Regions from separate parts of the Danio rerio genome. Here region 2 is linked to region 1. A link is a contact called in public Hi-C data. All regions are on one chromosome and are shown on one strand. Each heading gives the region's core, a stretch centred on a gene start, on an enhancer-like site or on the middle of the called end of the contact. The rest is flanking DNA. Distances are from core to core; before and after follow the strand shown. Region 1 holds the start of atosb (atos homolog b). Region 2 holds the start of atp8b5a (ATPase phospholipid transporting 8B5a).

Region 1 (3,469 bases), core at 580-3,079:
CACAAAAAGACAAATCTTTCCAAAGCAAATAAGAATAACTGCATTGCAAAAATAGGTGAACTATTAGGACTCAGGCTGTCTGTCAATTATCAGAAAGTGGTCTTTATGCCATCATCAGTTGATTTTTAGAAAAACTTTCCATTTGATTTTATTCACTGGCTTCTGGTGATTGACAGACAGCCTCTTATTAGCATGTTGACCCAAGAAAAGTAAACATGCAACTACGTGAATAATGGTTTAAAATGAGGGGAAAAAAATAAACTTTTAGTTTAGCATTTTCTTATTCCCCAACATTCCTGAAATGTATTTATTTATTTGCTGCCAGCACTAATAACGATTTATGTATTTATTTATTCAGGAATTGATGTATTTATTTACTCATTTATTTATATATTTGCGTATTTAAATAACAACAACAACAACAACAACAACAACAATAATAATAATGATTATTATTATTATTATTATTATTATTATTATTATTATTATTATTATTATTATTATTATAGGGGAAAAGTAAATATCTGACTTTCTATTATATCATTCTCTGACCTGCTTCTAACATGCTGGTTTGCTGCTTGTTGTTGGTGCTCAGTTAATAATAATAACAAAATAATGATAATATTTATTTATGCAGGAACTTGTGGGTTTTATATGCATTTATTTATTGATTTATTAATTTGCATATTTATTTATTTATTGTTTTATTTTTGCAGGAATTTATGCATTTATTTACTCATTTATTTATATTTTTTCTTATTTATCTATTTATTGCTTTTGCAGGTTTCGTCCTCCACAATTCAGGATAAAATGTTTTTATAAAAATATTATTTGGATTCAAATTCTTTATATGTATTTTCAGTTATATTTAAAGAATTGTATTTATATGGCTTATAATATATTTCACAGATTTAAATAATAATAATAATAATAATAATAATAATAATAATAATAATAATAATAATAATAATATATATTATTGTATATATTATATTATATTCTTTGCTCCTGAACTGCTTCTAACATTTTCTGCTTGTTGTTAGTGCTCAGTTGATAATGATAAATAAATAATGATGAATTTGTTTGTTTTTGCGACTTAAAGTTTAAAATATATATATATATATATACATATATACACATATATACACATATATACACACACACACACACACACACACACACACACATATATATATATATATATATATATATATATATATATATATATATATATATATATATATATATATATATATATATATATATATATATATATAGCACTAGGTCAGTTATGCATCACGAGAATGGGTTACATTTTAAAACAAAATAATTTTTTGTGTTGTTTCACATGTTTCACTGTATTTTAAGCGCAAATAATGCCTTGCTAAGATTTAAACACTAATAAAAAAATTTAAAATAGTAATTTATTCCGGACTGTAATCACTGTCCTTAAAAGGGTTATTATTTACTTGTTTAAATTGGTCTACATCATCAAGTATTACTAAACATTATATTTATATTACCAGTCCGTCGATCTATAAACCCTATTTTTGTCCTGTACGTTTCTCCACCAGCGGAGTAAAAGGAACAAATAGCACGTGTACATGGGCGTGGCTTGAAAAGTCGTTGCGTTTCACGGAACCAATAGGAGTCTCTTTCGCCGTAATATATTACTGTTATTCAAATATATTCAAATATAGCCTAAATAGGCAATTGTTATTGGTTCTTGATAGGGAAAGCGACCAATCGCTTAAATGACAGCCCTTCAGCTGTTCGAACGTTCCGCCCCCTAGTTATTTTTCAGCAAATCCCGGAAGTATTGTTTTTAAAGGGACAGAATAATTTCATGGGCGACGGCTTTGGACCAAGAGCTAAGCAAAAAATAGCAAAGGCCCGTTGGCAGAGGTGCTTATAGGACGTGGAAAGGAGAAGAAAGCCAATCAAAATAGCTTTGTCAGCATTTGGAAAGCGGGATCTTGTATCCTCATCGGCCAGATAAACCTTCGTCACACTGGGATTTCAACGCAGACAGTTTGACGTCGATTACGCTGAAGATCTCCAGATCCTGTCTAAAATAGGATCAAACTCTTCCTCCAGAGATGATGGCAATGTTAGTTTGCTGACTGCTGCAGCCGTTGTCATTGTCATCGTTGTATGTTTGCTGTGGGTGAGTTCTCTTTGTGCTGCCATTCTCCTTTAGATCACTCTCATTTCACCATTTATTTATAGATCAGTCTCATTTCACCTTGTGCGTAGGATCTGAGATGAATCCGTAATATTTGAATCACCTCAGCAACCTCACTAATCAATCCCGTGTATATATGCTGCTTTATTAATCTGAACTCTAATATAAACCTCAGATTAAAGGATGAGATGATCCCTAGTCTGATCAAAAGGATCCCTGGGTCTTTTCCATCTATTGTACTTGAAATGCTCTCACGTGTGTTTGATAATGGCAGATTAATCACAGTCTGCACACACAATGCATACAGGCTGCTGTATGTTCATGCGCAGGGGGGCGTTTCTGCTTTGTCTGATTCATGCTATTTCATCCACTGAAGGCAACTTTCATCAGTGCATAAGCATGCATTTCTCACTTCAGTGCTTGCTATGTCTTTTACTTTGGGTTCTTTTGTTCCTTTTTGATTTATTACATTCTTTGTGCTTGAGATGTGCATGATTACGTTACATCCCTGGCCATGGGCCGTTATGAATCATTCCTGCATGGCTTGGTGGTGTAGTTTATTTTAAAATGTTGCCTTGTGCTTCATCTAAACATTGCAGGCAAATCCTGCTGTCCTTGTAGCCTAATTAGCATCAGTAATGCCAGCATTTTATGGAGAGACAAGCAGGCTATGGAGTTTTTACAGTGGGTGGGTGGGTTTGCACACACAGGTTGCAGAATATGTAAGAGGCATCCATCCTGCTCATTACTGATGCCAGACAGGACGTCAATGGAAAGCACAATGGAGCTCTGCAGAGCCATAACCATTGTCCACAAAAAAAAAAAAAAAGAGCAGATCAGCAGTGACCCATAGTGAGATCTTTCAGGCTCAAATGTCCCAAAAGAGCTGCAGGTAGAATGTGCCCTTTCAGTTTGAATTCTGAATATTAAGAGGTCTTTAATGCCCTTGATGTGCGCGACCTCCTTCTGTGTGGCCTTCAGCAGAAGTATGTATTACATCACTGGGTTAGAGGAGGAAATGTTGCAGCATATCCGAAGATGAGCATGTCAAGCTGGTGCAGGAAGCAAATGCATGTTAGATGGTTATTGGGTGTGAGGAGGCTTAGTATGCAGCGTTAAGGCCTAAAGTAACTCCCTTTCTGCAAGCGATATGTGTAAATGTTGAATGAGGGGTTTCAGTTCAACATTGCGAAATGCGACGGGCTGCTTTTATCTTGATGAGAATGAGGGAGGTAACAGTTTATATCAGCACTCGCTGTAAAAAATGCTGGGTTCCACACAATA
Region 2 (3,469 bases), core at 502-3,001, 180 kb before region 1:
TTTTACGGCAATTTGTTGGTCAACAAACGCACTGAAATCTCAGTGAATACTCGCTTCACAGACATATGATATATATTCACATAAAGCTTGAAATCTCTACTTTTAAATAAACCAACTGCACTTAAAACATTTCTTTGGTTTTGTAATCTGTATGAAACGAACGCAAGGTGCAGTCAGTCCTGTAATTACTCAAATGCCCACAAACGTGTAAACAAAGAGTCGCTGTCATTTCTGGAGGAGATTCGTCATCAAGAAGGAGCTGTGAATTACTTCAGACGAGCAGCGCGATCTGACAAAGCACTACCTAGAGGATGATAACGTGTAACACTGCCAGAAATGAGGTTGGTGTCGTGAACTTGTTCTTTTCGAGTGCGCATGCATCCTGAAAAATGCCAATCTTGTTTGATTAAAATGTTTAGGAACGAAGCTTATGAGACAGCTGTTGTTTAATTTTATTGGTTATACCAAATAAGTAATGTAATTGTAAGCTTGACAAACAGTTTTGGAGAATTTGATGTTACCCCAATCAGAGGGAATCCCCAAGCATACTGCCTGAGAGGCTTTTTAATGGTGGCCGCCGAGTGAAATTAACTGCCTTAAATGGACTTGGACACAATCTACACTGTAAAAGCGCTATAGAAATAAAGATGAATTGAATGAGCAGAATCAGTTCAAATGTACTTGCAAAGTTAATGCGCTTTCACACGGAGTATGAGTTGATGGTGCAATGCATAGACACTCCTAAGCTTTACACACGTGGTTTGCTCCTTGTATATGAATTTCTCAGGTAGCTGGATTTCATTATTGACAATCTGACACAATTCAGGATAGTTTTGCCAATCAAAACTAATTCAGGAGTTGTTGTCATAACTGATCAAGACTTAAAATGGCAATTATTAGCATTTTGGGACTGCACTTTGATCCTTAAATTGACTTAATTATCAGATCTTGTAAATACGCCTAATGTGATTTCTTGGTATGAACACTGTTCTCACTGAAAGACATTTCAATTCCTTCTGGTCTTTATTAAGTCATGGACAAATGTATGTTAGCATCCTTCATTTACAAAAGCCATTACCTTTTGGTCAAAAAAGTCGAGACACAACTTGCTTACCTTGTTTCAGGCATACTACAACACTACAAATCATAATTACTACAAAAATGACAAGCCTGCAGTGGCTTTCAGAGGCTTTTTCAAAGATTTACTCCTCTGTTACAAACTTACTGTCACTTTTGTCAACACATACAGTATGTAAAAGGTGATCAAATTATCAATTTGAATACATCGATTATGAAAAGAGCAACAAAATAAAGAGTAGTGTTATAAAACATTTGTCAACTGGTGTTCAAGTAACTCCAAACTCTGTGTGCTATATGTTTCTTTGACCACTGGTAAAGTAAAAAAGTTGTACAACGTGTCACAGTGCAAATCCCATACAACTCAACTTCTTTTTAACACTTAGTGTAGTTGTACAGACGGCAACCATTACCCAAAACTCCCCCTCCAGCTGTGAAGCTCTCACTCTTTCCAGCCCTGTTTAAAAACTGCTGAGAGACGCAAAGAACAACAACAGACAAAACTCTTTCACTCTCACACCCTCTATATCAGTCTTCCAGGAGCATCTGCTGATGATCTCCTGACCTCTCAAGCTACCCCTAAAGCTTTCCCTCGAGATTCTTACCGTAAGTGTCCTGTGGAGTCACCGCAGTGTTTGTGTGTATGGTAGGTCTACTGAGGTTCTCGAGTGACCAAAGTCAGCTAGAGTCTCCTCCTCTTTGTCTTGCTCTCTTATTTTCTCCTTCTCCCCCTCCTTTCTCGCTTCTCAGCCTTCCATCTGCTCTTACTTTGGGCTGATGGGAAACAGGGAGAGCAGGCATTTAGCCTAGACTCATTCACACACGCACACACACGCTCTCACACACACAAAGACTCAACCACTCACATGCAAGATAAACAAGGAAGAGGGGCGGCAAATAGCATTGCTCTTCGGTGTTACTCTTTCGTTCAAGTTTATCTGAGGTAAAAACAAAAAAAAAAAAACAACCTCCCCCTGATTTCCTTAGAAATGAAGTCACTGTTAAACTTTTGTTGAGATCTCTACACAGATCTTGGTCTCTCTTTCTCTCTCAATCTTACTAGAAAAGTATCGATTTCCTGCACACCAAAAAAGGAAGCAACACATTTTTCTCCCCATTCCTCTAACCGCTGACAAAGAGCAGCAGTACTGAGCATGTTCACAACGACTGCACGGCCACACACAGAATAACACACATAATATATACATTTATATACAAAGTATATAAACAAGACCTTCAGTTAATTTTATATGTAAATACTTATAATCATAAATTCATAGAGAGTCAAGCATATCCATGGCATAATCTGACTTAAAGTCACATTTGTTCAACCAGCAAGTTTTTTTTTTTTACTTGAAATGACACTGGCGTCTCCCGAAAGATAATAAGACAAAGAGGCATCATTGTGGGGGGAAAATATATATACATTTCTTAGCTTTTATCTACATTTAAACAAAGAATTTTAAGTCAGAATTGGCAGCCAGGGGTATAAATAATTTCAGGCTTGACTATTCATTCATTCATTTTTTTTCAGCTCAGTCCCCTTATATATCAGGGATTGCCACAATGGAATGAACCACCAACTTGTCCAGCATGTTTTACACAGCGGATGCCCTTTCAACCCAACATGTTGAAACAGCCATACACTCTTGCATCCACACACATACACTACGGCCAATGTAGCTTATTCAATTCACCTATAGCATGTCTTTGGACTGTGGGGGAGGAAACCCACACGAACACTGGGAAAACATGCAGACTCCACACAGACATGCCAAGTGACCCATCTGGGACTCAAACCAGCAACCTTCTGGCTGTGAGGCGATCGTGCTACCCACTGTGCCACCGTGATATATAATATAATATAATATATATATATTATAATATATATATAATATAATATAATATATATATATTATAATATATATATATATATCACGGTGGCACAGTGGGTAGCACGATCGCCTCACAGCCAGAAGGTTGCTGGTTTGAGTCCCATATATATATATATATATATATATAGGTTATTAGGTTTATTTATTTATACAGCAACAGATAAGACAACATGGAATACATCCAACAAACCCAGAGTATATACAGGAATCAGAGAGTGGAATTCAATACCTTTTAAGACCTTTTTAAAGACTCTTTGCATACATTTTAAGACCCTAAAATCACTTTTTAGCCAGAAACACTGGTGAGATTTTGACGTACAGTATATTTACTAAAAATTAATGTAAGAAACTAATCCAAAACTGAAACATTGTTCATATACTGAATACAAATCTAGCTAATTCAGCAAGTTGGTGCCTGTAGAGCTGCAGAAATAATGGTGTTGCCTTGGTTACTGCAGTAAGCAAAGCAGCATGATGTCAAATCTAGTAGGATTTCA

Evidence for each region. A called contact is a pair of places that touch in the nucleus more often than the background predicts.
Region 2: a Hi-C map of hematopoietic stem cells shows a contact between it and region 1, with 1.7 times the contacts expected there. The contact joins the promoter of atp8b5a here to the promoter of atosb in region 1. A contact is called at or near these places in 2 of 18 Hi-C or Micro-C datasets (hematopoietic stem cells and an unstated tissue).

The regions. Positions count from the first base shown.
Region 1 is chr5:19,789,896-19,793,364 of GRCz12tu, reverse strand. It overlaps atosb (atos homolog b), which reads left to right and starts at 1,829. Exons shown (of 11, transcript NM_001433130.1): 1 at 1,829-2,167.
Region 2 is chr5:19,969,223-19,972,691 of GRCz12tu, reverse strand. atp8b5a (ATPase phospholipid transporting 8B5a) reads right to left here and starts at 1,751. Exons shown (of 29, transcript XR_012406786.1): 1 at 1,683-1,751.